2 separate regions of the Ovis aries genome follow, and region 1 is linked to region 2. A link is a contact called in public Hi-C data. All regions are on one chromosome and are shown on one strand. The core of a region is the stretch at or near the end of the contact, and the rest is flanking DNA. Distances in the headings are between cores, read along the strand shown. Region 1 holds the start of CREB3L1 (cAMP responsive element binding protein 3 like 1). Region 2 has its middle 37 kb from the start of CREB3L1.

The links. Hi-C and Micro-C count contacts between places; a contact is called where the count stands out from the background.
Region 1: a Hi-C map of liver shows a contact between it and region 2, with 3 times the contacts expected there. The contact joins the promoter of CREB3L1 here to the enhancer-like site in region 2. A contact is called at or near these places in 4 of 16 Hi-C or Micro-C datasets (liver, muscle and tail adipose tissue).

Annotation. Positions count from the first base shown.
Region 1 is chr15:75,214,815-75,220,079 of ARS-UI_Ramb_v3.0, forward strand. CREB3L1 (cAMP responsive element binding protein 3 like 1) reads left to right here and starts at 1,298. Exons shown (of 12, transcript XM_027979678.3): 1 at 1,298-1,863. The coding sequence starts at 1,762.
Region 2 is chr15:75,176,043-75,182,163 of ARS-UI_Ramb_v3.0, forward strand. No RefSeq gene overlaps it. Among named protein-coding and RNA genes, the nearest start is that of CREB3L1, 37 kb to the right of the region's middle. Within about 2 kb of position 4,844, at least 21 of the 54 cell types and tissues checked have an H3K27ac peak or open chromatin away from gene starts, as enhancers often do. A contact at or near this core is called in liver, where this site is marked.

The DNA.
Region 1 (5,265 bases), core at 48-2,547, 35 kb after region 2:
ACAGAAGTGACTTAGCATGTAACACAGCTTCTCAGAGTTGCATTGCTGGTGAACTGGTCCCCAGAGCCTGGGCTGTATTCCCAGCTTCTTAGGAACAAACTCTCCAGGAGGTCCAGGAGCTAATAGTCATATGACAATCTGGAGGGTCAGAACTTCATTCTCCAGAACTATGTCAACTGGATCAGGAGATGGGCAGAAAGCCACATGCCTCCCAGCCTACCCCAGGCAAGCAAACAGCTGCTATCTCAGCCTAGGTGTGCCCTTTCCCCACCTTGGCACTGAGAGAGCAATCTGGGTGACATCCCTGGCTTAACTGCAATGACATCTCCGCTTCTTAAAGGCCTTTTGGTTCCTGAGCTAATTAAAAGCTCCAAACAAGGAGGACACACTTAATCCTATTAATGACTTCTGGGCAGGAACCATGAGCCTAGCCCTCTAAGGGAGTGACTTTCTGGCCATATCCATTTGCTCAGGTGCCTGGTGATTGTTTATCAGCCCTTTCAAGAGATTAACCTGTACTCTGGAGCAAGTCACTCAGATAATGGATCCAGGGGGCCTGGGAGTGTCCGGTGACCATGGAGCGTGCAGCCAGCCCACATCTTGGCTCACACAGACTACATGGCCTCTATTCTCCAACTTTTAGCTCTTCAGAACCATTAGGGGTACTTGATGAGAAGAGGGGTCCTTACCTCATCTATCCTGCCCTCCCCCCTCCCAATAACTTTCACACACAGGAAAGCCAGATACAGTCTTTGCCCTAGGGATCTCAGAGTCCAGAGGGGTCAGAGACACAGGAACAAACAATGACGATCAAGGAGGTAAGCACACCATATCCTGCGAATCTACAACAATGGTAACGGCTTCAGTCTGGGGTCAGGGAAGGCTTCTTGGAGGAGGAGACCTGAAAATCCCCCCATGAGAGGAGATTCGTGGAGAGGCCCATGAGATGGAATTCCCTGACTATGGACTTGGTTCAGACTCCTGCATAAGCCTAGAGGAATAGAAATAACTCAGCTCCCTCGTGAACTTAATGGGAGTGTGGTTGGCAAAGCCTTAAAAGGCTGAGGTTCAAAGAACAAGGTTACTGGAGCTAGGAAATGTTTGCTTCAAGCCCCTGCCTTGAGCAACAGAGATTTGCAAGACTAGCTCGGAGCTGTCTCTTTAAAGGAGTAGGGAAATAACTCCTTAGACCACACCCCCTCCTCATTAATATGAAATTATCGTGAATATTGATATGGGAGGCGTGGCGCCTCGGCCAGCTGGGCTAACCAGCCCCGGGTTCCCGGCTTCGCAGAGGAAAAGTGACAGAAGCCGCGCAGAGGGAGACGCAGAGAGAGCGGAGCGCCCGGCAGCCACCCAGTCTCGCGGGGGAGCGCTGAGCTCCCCCGCCCCCGGCTCCCACCCTGTCCGGGGGGGCTCCTCAAGCCCTCAGCCCTACTCCCGGGCTCCCCATGGAAGCCAGCTGTGCCCCGGGAGGAGCCGGCGGAGGAGGAGTCGGCTAGATGCCCGCGGTGCGCCCGGGGCCCCTGAGCGCAGCCCGCTCTGCGCCGCTGCCCTAAGGCCTCCGCGCCCCCCGCGCCCCCGACCCGGGGCCGCGCCGCCTCTGCCCGCCCCTCCCCCGGGGCTTCGCCCGGGACCTGCCCGCCCCCCCGCCTACCCCGCCCGCTTGCCAGCGCTCGGGCCGGAGCTCTGGGCCGGGCGCGCCGCCGCCCTGGAGTGAGGGGAAGCCCAGCCGTAGGGGGGTCTCCGGAGCCGGCCGCGATGGACGCGGTCTTGGAGCCCTTCCCGGCCGACAGGCTGTTTCCCGGATCCAGCTTCCTGGACTTGGGGGATCTGAACGAGTCGGATTTCCTCAACAATGCGGTAAGACGAAGGGTCTGGGCTTCGCCTTCCACCACTCCTTACGCCTCTTCGCGGTGCACCTGGGGCCTCCAGAAGAACGGGACTATACACATCACTGGGCAGAAGTGGGGGGAGGGCGGCTCGGCGCTGGGTCCCCTTGAGAGACACGTACTTAGGGCTCTGAGATTCGGTGACCCGATCCCTCGACACTTCCCTGGAACCCCGAACCTGGACCCGAACCTCCGAGCTTGCGCCAGTCCGCGCTCCTCCTGGGGGCTCTGTCCGTGTGGATACACTAGCCTCGGCCTTCCAGGGGAAGGGAACTTGTCGAGGAGTCGGGGCCATCTGATCCCCGAATATGAGCTCAAGAGATACCGATTCTGCTCCTGCCGCGGTTCTCCTAGTCGTCCTCCAGCCCCCAGCCCGGGGTTCCGGGGCCAGATTGGACACAGTGGCGGCGCCCTTTCCTGCGCCCCCTTTAGGACCTCGGTGGCTCTGCCTCTGGCTCTCCGCTGGGGGGCGCACAGGGGAATGTTCGAAGGGCCAGAGACCAGACGCCCATTGGGGGTGGGGGCGCCGGAGCCAGACCCCAATTTTAAGCCAGACTCGGAAATTCAGGGGTGTGCTGTGCCTGCCCCCCAGGAAATCAGGCCAGAGATTTCCCCCAGGGAAGGACCTGACCCTCAACTGGTGGGGGGCAGCACAGGGTGATCGCTCAGGAGGAGGGAGGTTTTTCTCTAGGTCTGTCTCAGTCCCTCGAGTCTCGCTCCCCGAGGCTTGTAACTATCCGCGTCTCCCGGCTTGTGCTTCTCTTCTGTTCCCCACCCCCACCCCCGGTAAAGAAACGTGGCTTCTTTCTTCTTCCCTCCCTCCTTCTCTCGGGCTCAGCCTTAGGGCGCTTGGATGGGGGGTAGGGTGGGAGATGGGCTCTGTAAGGGGAGAAAGTACTGGGGTTCAGAAGGGCATGAAGAGTTGAAACGAGGGCAGCTTGGGGGTTCTGTGGGGATCCCCACCCCGGGCAGTGAACTGCCTCTCTCATACACATAGTATTCATCTCAAGGGTCTCTATTTGCTGACCTCTAACTCCTGCGAGTACCATGAATTTGGCAGAAAGGGTCGAGTGCACACAGACTTAAGGGATTGGGCATCTTGGACTTCCACCTCAACTGTCCCATGCTGCTGATGGGTAAACAAGCCCAAAGACAGGAACCTGAGTCAGGGAGGCACAGGGTGAGAGGTCCCCTGGTCCTCCATTAGGCAGCAGATCCAGGTGACCCTGCTCTCCGAGGAAGGTCCCGGGTTCCAGTTAGAGAGAGCACACTTCTGCAGACAAGGAGGAGGGGAGAGAGCTTGACCTGGTAGTAGGGAGATCAGAGTTCTAGTCCCGCCTCTGCTTCTGCTTCTCCCTGGGAGCCTGGGCTATGCTTTCCCGCCTGCGCCTGTTTCCTGGTTTACAATACAGGGAGAGATTGGATCAGTCTTTCCAAGGATGCTGTGGCCCAGGGATCTGGGGTTCCACACACCCCTCCTGAAGTTGGTGACGGACACTGCTCGGAGGGAGGGGGGCTTGCTGGAGCGCATGCCTTTGTTGGTGGAGCCCCCTGTGAGGTTCCCTGAGCCCGCAGCAGCTCCAATTTGGGCTTTCTTCTGAATGAACTCTGCCGCCTACAGCCTCCTGCTGCGGCTGCATTGAGCCTTGTGTCCCCCAGCTGCTCATCTGGGCCTTGGTCCAGCGCAGGAAAGGATGCGTGAATTGTGATCAGACAGTGATATCCATTACTGGGCCTGGGGAGGAAAAACTCTGCTGAGGGAGCTCCTTATCTCAGGCCCAAGCAAGGCCAGGTGAGGCAGGTGGAGAGGGAAGAATTTCTAAGAGGAAAGAAAGCTCCTGGGATGGGAATCAGGAAACTGGGTTCCAGCCGTGCTTCTGTTGCCAGCCAGCTGGGCAGTTCAGACAAGTGACTTTTCTTCCTGTGGGCCTTGGATTCTTTATCTGAAACATGGAGCTATAGAAGGCTTTCCCATAGTGTTATTATAGAGATTTAGTGAGAAAATTGAAGATGACTGTGGGATGACGCCTGCCAGGTAAGTTTCTGTAGGTAACACGCTCTGGAGGCTAATGGTGCAGGTGCTAAGGACTGCTCGAGTAGGAGTTGCTGTGTGCCCCTGAGCAAGTTACCTTCCTTTTCCGGTGCCTCCCTTTAGATGTCTAAGGTCCCTCCCAGTTGGGAACCCATTCCAACCTCATCCCCAACTCCCTTTTCTTTCTGCATAAGGATAGGAAAGTGTTTCCAGGGTTGAAGATGGGAATGGGTGAGGTCTGTGTGCTTCTCAGTCTGGAAGATGGAGGGTAGGTTATTCACTATCCTTAAAAATCCAGATAAAGGCCATGAAGTCACAGTAGAAACTAGGTATGCTCTATTACTCTGTTAAAAAGGCAAAAATCAAAAAGGATGTTCACCTGAACACAAGTGTGTAAGAAATCAGAGACAGGAGAATGAGTTGCATACTCTGCATAAGTCTTGAGTGCTTGGTGGTGGCCAGGGGTGCTGTATGTTTCCTTCTATGAGGACATCTTTATCCTGTGGCCATCTAGTCTATGTGATTCTCAGAGACATGCCTGGGAAGGAGCTCCCTTTCCTGCCCAATGAGGGGGCTTCTCCTCCCCTCCTCTCCCCACTCTCCCACAGTTCCTGATGTGCACCACTCCCCCAAACTACAGCCCTCTTCCCTGGGACCCCTCAACCCCTGGACAGGTAGGAGAGAGGGCCTGCTGTTCAGACAACTGGGATAAAGGACCAGAGGGAGAACAGGTCACGTCCCCAGAGATACCAGCTCCGTCCTCTGGCTCAGGGGAAAGGATGACTCTGGTTTCTCTAGAGGGAAATGGCTCTGGATCCCCAAGAAGCCCCACAGCTGGGAGGGTGTGGGGAGGAGGGGCAGGCGGAAGAAGAGTTCTGTTGTCTCCGAGGGGCGCAGCAGGAAGCTGCAAGGATGTTTGCCCAGCACACTCATTCACCTCCCTGCAGCTGGGGAGGCCAGGTGCGAGAATGACTGGGACCAGGGACCAGGCCTGGAGCAGAGGGGTGTGAGAGCTAAGGCTGATCATTGTCCCCAGGCCCCCTAGCCTGGCTTCTCCTGCACTGAGCAGGGAACCGCTACCATCACCACCCCAGCCTTTGGGGGATTTAGGGAGATTAGAGAAGTATGTGCATTTGGGTGTTTCTTTGTCTGTGTGTGGGCCCTTAAAAGGGGAGGGGTGTGTGTGTGTGTGTGTGTGTGTGTGTTTCTCTTTAAATTTTCACCAACAGGAAAGAGGATCCAAGGAGGAAAGAACTCTGGTCTCCAAATAGAATACACTAGTAAAAAGCTAATAGATAAAAACTAATGGAGGAGCCCAAATCTCAGTGCCCCCATTCAGGA
Region 2 (6,121 bases), core at 3,594-6,093:
GTGGGCTCACGTTGCAGCGGGCCCAGTGCAGCCACCTGCTTTCCTCATGCAGAGATGAAACCCTAGAGATGACGGACCTCCGAGTACCGTGACATCTTGATCAAATAAGTTTGCCCTGAGATGTCTCATCCCTGTGAGCTCGGGGCTGGAGATGAAGGGGGCTTCCCCCTGTCTGTCGGCAACTTACAACTCTGGACCAACGATCCGCCTTCCCGGGGCCTCACTTTCTGGTAAAAAAGGAGATCAGATCCCTGAGCTGTTTGCACAGATGTCGCTGGACCATTTACCTATTGGGAGTGCTGTGTAAATAGAGCCAAACTGCCTTTCATGTCGAGGATCTCAAAGCATTTTAAAATGAGTAATTAATGAAGTTCAACCTCCAGAGAAAGCAAGAATTATTCTCTCCATTTTATAAATAGATCAAAGGTCACACAATCAATGGCAGATGTAGGAAACAGATGTAAGCCTTCCGCTTTGTCCCTGGCTGCAGTCACTAAATCCCACTCCCGGTATCACTGACAGACCCTTTTTCTGCTCTCTGACTTCTGGCCAAAGATGTGGAATTGGCCTTTATATGTTTCCACTTAAAGGTCTGAATTCTATGTATGGTTCATATGCCTTTGATATGTCTGGAATGTATAAAAGAAAGGGAGAAGAATGATATTTGATGCTTTTCAGAGATCGTGTTGGGACTGAACCTTCTATAGTGGGTCAAATGCCAATAGAGAGAGGGGAAAAAAAAAAAAACTGCTCACCAGATCTTCAGGAAGTTCACTTTTATTCTCTCTCTCTGAAAGAACTCTGTTAAAATTAAATAGAGTGTATCTTTAGTCACCAAAATGATTGTTCTGGGAATAATGAAAGTCACCACTTACTGAGCGCTAACTGGGTGCTAAGCACTGGTCTACTTCCTCAAATACGTTGTATCGTGGGATTCGCACAAACAGCTGAGATGGTTTTCATTATTCATTTTATAGGTAACATAATGGCTTAGGGATAGAAGATGGGTTGAGAAGAAAGAAAAGAAAACTCAAAGGAAATTAAGCAAGAATGATTGGCTATATACTCTGTGCCAGACGTGTTGTGATAGAAACAGAGACACAAAAAATGAATAAAATAGCTCCAGATTCCTGCTCTCAAGGAGTTTATAACCTTGAGGGTCACCGAAGGTGAGAGTTGAAGTGGTGAGCATGTAAAAAGACAAATAATGTCAATACAAGTCAGTATAGGAATGTTTATCATTAAGTCCTTGGTATGTGTTAGACAAGCTTCCCAGGTGGTGCTAGTGGTAAAGAATTCATCTCCCAATTCAGGAGACTTAAGAAACGTGGGTTAGATCCCTGGGTTGGGAAAGATCCCCTGGAGAAGGAAATGGCAACCCACTCCAGTGTTCTTGCCTGGAGAATCCCATGGACAGAGGAGCCTGCTGGGCAATGGTCCATAGGGTCACAAAGAGTCAGATATGACTGAAGTGATGTGGCTTGCATGCATGGTTTAGACACTGTGTCCCTTGCAGGAGACGGTACCTCTTCACGTGGAGCTTACAGTCTAGTAGGAAAGTCAGCCATTAATCAAACAATTACACAGACTGGTTTAAAACTGCACTTGAGTGGAGAAGACACCAGATTGGCTACAGCCTGACAAAGAACTAGTATCCATAATACATAAAGAACTCCGACTCGTGATAAGAGAGAATCCAATAGAAGCACCGTCAAACAAACCAAGGGGGCAATTTAAAAAAAAGACAAAAGGCAAGTTGCCAATAAGCAAATGACAGTACGCTCAGTCTCACTTGTAAACAGGGAGTTGCAAATTCAAACACTGAAAACCATTTCACACCCACCAGCTTGGCAAAAGTTTTAAAGTTTGGCATCACCAAAGTGTTGCTGAGGAAGCCAAGCATGCTTGCTATCGAGGTGTAAATTGGTGCAACCGCCTTGAAAAACTGTCCATCCCCAGTAAAGCTGCCAGTTCACACGGCCTGAGCCCAGCAATTCCATATCCAGGTATTTATCTGGGTGGCTACTTTCACTCAAGGGGATGGGTAAAAAAAAAGAAAATTAATTGCACCCTTGTTCCTAACAACGAAAAAAAATGTGAAAATTAGCTGAATGTCTTCCACAAGGAGATGAGTAAAGGGTGGTGAATGCATTCAATGGGACCCTAATCAGCAGTGAAAATGTATGGTTTAGAACTACATGTATCAGTGTGGCTACATTTCAAAATCACAGTGCTGAGTGAAAAAAGCAAATGCTTTTTTCAAAAGAAGAATGCCATTTCTTCAAAGTTTACAAGCATGCCAAACAATCCCATGAAGTGTTTATGGGCACAAACGTTTGTAAAAAACAAACAAACAAAAAATACAAAAGCACATATGAGAATGATTAACCCGAAGTACAGGAGGGTGGGTACCTAAGGGAAGGGACGGAAATGAGTTCAGAGGGCGCCACTTAGATCTGTAAAGTTTTGTCTTTAAAAAAAGAGAAAAGACTTGAGGGGAAAGATTGAGATTGACATATACACAGAGGAGCCTGGCGGGTCCAGAAGGTCACACAGAGTTGGATATGACTGAAGCGACTTAGCACGCACGTATAAAGAGTAGATAACTAATAAGGACCTGCTGTATAGCACAGAGAACTCTGCTCATTGTTATGTGGCAGCCTGGATGTGAGGGGGGTTTAGGGGAGAATGCATACACACACACACATATATACATATATATATATATGGCTGAGTTGCTTTGCTGTACACCTGAAACTGTCCCAACATTGTTATATTCCAATATAAAATTAGAAGTCTTTTAAAAAATTAATCCTAACTGAAATCAAATACAGGAAAAGAAGACTTGCGGGAGGGATAAATTGGAAGATTGGGATTGACATACACACACCGTGTGGGCTGTGTGTGTGTGTGTGCTCAGGTGCCAAGTTGTGTTCAGCTCTCTGCAACTCCATAGACTGTAGCCCGCCAGGCTCTTCCGTCCATGGGATTTTCCAGGCAAGGATACTGGGGCAGGTTGCTATTTTCTCCTCCAGGGGATCCTCCCAACCCAGGGATCAAACTTGAGTCTCCCGCATCTCCTGCATTGGCAGACAGATTCCTTACCGCTGAGCCACCTGGGAAGCTCCAGCTACTATATATGAAATCGATAACTAGTAAGCACATACTGTATAGCAGAAGGCACTCTACTCTTCAACCCCATGGACTAGCCTGCCAGGCTCCTCTGTCCATGGGATTCTCGAGGCAGGAATACTGGAGTGGGTTGCCATGCCCTCCTCCAGGGGATCTTCCCCACCCAGAGACTGAACCTGTGTCTCCTACGGCTCCTGCATTGCAAGCGGATTCTTTACTGCTGAGTGGGGAAGCCCACTTTATATAAAACTGATAACTAATGAGGACCTACTGTAGAGCACAGGGAACTCTACTCAATACTCTGTAACGACCTATATGTGAAAAGAATCTAAAAGAGCGTGGATATATGTATAACAGATTCACTTTGCTGTACACCTGAAACGAACACATTTTAAATCAACTATAACCCAATCAAGGGGGGGAAGAGATTTGAAGAAAAAATAGCAATTGTTAAACTTTGGCAAGGAGAGGGGTGCCAGGGGAGCGGTATAGAACAAACAGGTGTTAAGGATATAATCTCTGTAGGGTTTTTTTTTTTCTAATATGGTTTGATCTATCAAAGGAGAATTCAACTGAATGGGGGGGGGGAGGGGTAGTGAGGGGTCAGGGAAGAGGTCTCTGAGGAAATGATGCTTACTTAGGATGAGAGCCAAACACGGAGTAGGTGAGGAAGGACAGAAGGGCACACCAGCCAGAGAGAACAGGCTGTAGGAAGATGCTGACATGGAAAGGTGAACGTAGAAGCTGGTAACTGAGATCCCGGTGTGGCCAGAACAGAGTGGGAAGAGGGTGGGGTGGGGGGTGGTGCAGAGGCCAGGCAGAGCCTCAGAGGCCATCTTGAAAGAGCAGGCCTTCGTGCCAAATATGACTCAAGCAGCAGGGACGGAAAGCTCTGGGGGTCCACAGACACTTCACTCAGCCAGATAGCAGAAGCGGGAAGGCGGTCTTCAAGAGGTGACTCACATCTTAAGCGCTGGAGAATGAGTAAGAGGAGGCGGAGGGAGGTGTAAATTCCCTTGATCACGCCCCACAGCAGTAAAGATACTCTTGGTCCCAGCAGGGGCCGACACCCAGGACTAGCTCCGGATAAAGGTGTCAGATAGAAAACGGCAGAGGAGGGTGTCCTTGAAGACGGAATGGGCTGGGGTCCCAGTCCGGGCAGCCTTACCCGGAGAAAGGCATGGCCAGGCATGACTAGGTACCCCTCTGGCGGTGTGCAGAGGATGGATTTGAAGGAGGCGGCAGTGCGGGGAGTATGTTAACAACCAGTGGGAGAGGGACACCTAAACCAGGCTGCCTGGAATTAGAATGAAGAAATGGAGAGTGCCTGGAGAGGTGTTTAGAGGGGAACGCTAGGTGTCTAGTTTGATGGCCCTGCCATCACTGAGAGGGACAAGACGCGGCGAGTTGCAGATGCGTGCAGGGCAAGCCAAGTGGAACTGTCCGGCCAGGCCAGCGAAGAGAGTGGGCGTCCCGAGGGCTGCAGATGGAGCTGGGAGTGGGAGGCGCCTCCTGTGGGTGGCTGCTAACCACTCACAGCAAATGAGCTGGTCCAGGAGGGAAGAGGAAGAAGAAAGTGAGCGGATCGCTGGGGACGAAAAGGAATCAGAAGGGCGATGCGGGGAAGCAGAGGACAGGAGGGGAAGGAAGAACCACGCAGACGCTGAGCGGCCGCGAGGAAGTCAGCCCTGCGCCGGACTGGGCGGGTCCGGGGCGCGCGGGGCTGCAGGCGGAGCCCGGGTGCGCCCGGGCGCCCGGCAGACGCTGGAGAGTCCGCCCAGGCCTTCCCGCTGCCTCGGCCGTCGCCGGGGACTGCAGGGCACTCGCGCGGCCAGTCCACCCGAGCCGTCCGCGGCTCCCCGCGCGTCCAGGCCGCGCCTCCCCACCGCCCGCGGGGCCCGGCGACGTCACTGCGGCTCTGACGCGCGCTAACGGAGGCGCGGGCGGAGAAGGCGCGGGGCGGCGCGAGCATCCTCGCGGGAGGTCCGGTCCTCGCAGCCCGCGGGCCGCGTTCTTGGCCCTCCTCCAGGGGAACCTCGATTTTTCCAAACTCTGGAAGGCCGGCTGTCCTTCGGCCACTGATAAGGACAGCTAGCACCTGGTAAAAGATTTTAACAATGCCCGCAAAGAAATAGCCGGACCCAGGAAAGACTAGTAAGAGCCGCCAGCTAGAGTTCTGCTCGTGTGCTCGGCGGTCCTAGGAACAATAATAACGACCACAACCACAGTAGCCACCATTTATTGAGCGCTTACTCTGTGCCAGGCACGGTGTTAAGCGCTTTGCAGGCAACAAATCCTCGGAGGTAAGTACCGTTATTATCCCTATTTTGCAGGGACCAGGGCACAGAGAGGTTAAGTAACTTGCCCCAGGCACACAGCTGGCTGTTGTCCAGTGCCACAATTTCAGCCCAGGCCGTCTGATCCCGTGTAATCGTCAGGTTAACCCGCCAAGGTCGGGGTCATTTTCTCCATCTTAAAGATGAGGAAATTAAGGCACACGGAAAACGTAAGTACCTTGTCCAAGGTCACCTAGCTGGAAAATGGATGAGGCAGAAAGCGAACCCAGGGCTCCTCTCTGTCCGCAGACCCCGCGGTCTTGGCCAAAGGCGATGCTGCTTCCAAACCACCTCCGACAGCCCAGCAGGCTGTGGCCCCGGGCCCCCAGGGGCACAGCCTCTGCGGGGTTTGGGTGGCTTCCCGCGGCCTCCGATCTCGGATGAATCGGATGTTTCCGACATCTTCTCTAATGAGTCCACAGGTGCCAGATAGAGATGCGCCTCCCGAAATCCGGTCGAGGACCAGTCGGCGAGGTCCTCTGAAGGGATGGAGCCGGGGCGGAGGCAGCGGGAGGGATCCCACCTGCAGAGCTGCGTTGACTGGCGGCTTGCCCCGCGCGGCCGGCAGAGGGCGCTGCCGCACGCGCCTCGGGTCCCACGATCCCCAGACCCTGGGGCTGGCGGGCCTCCGCCTGCAGGCCCGGAGACTCAGA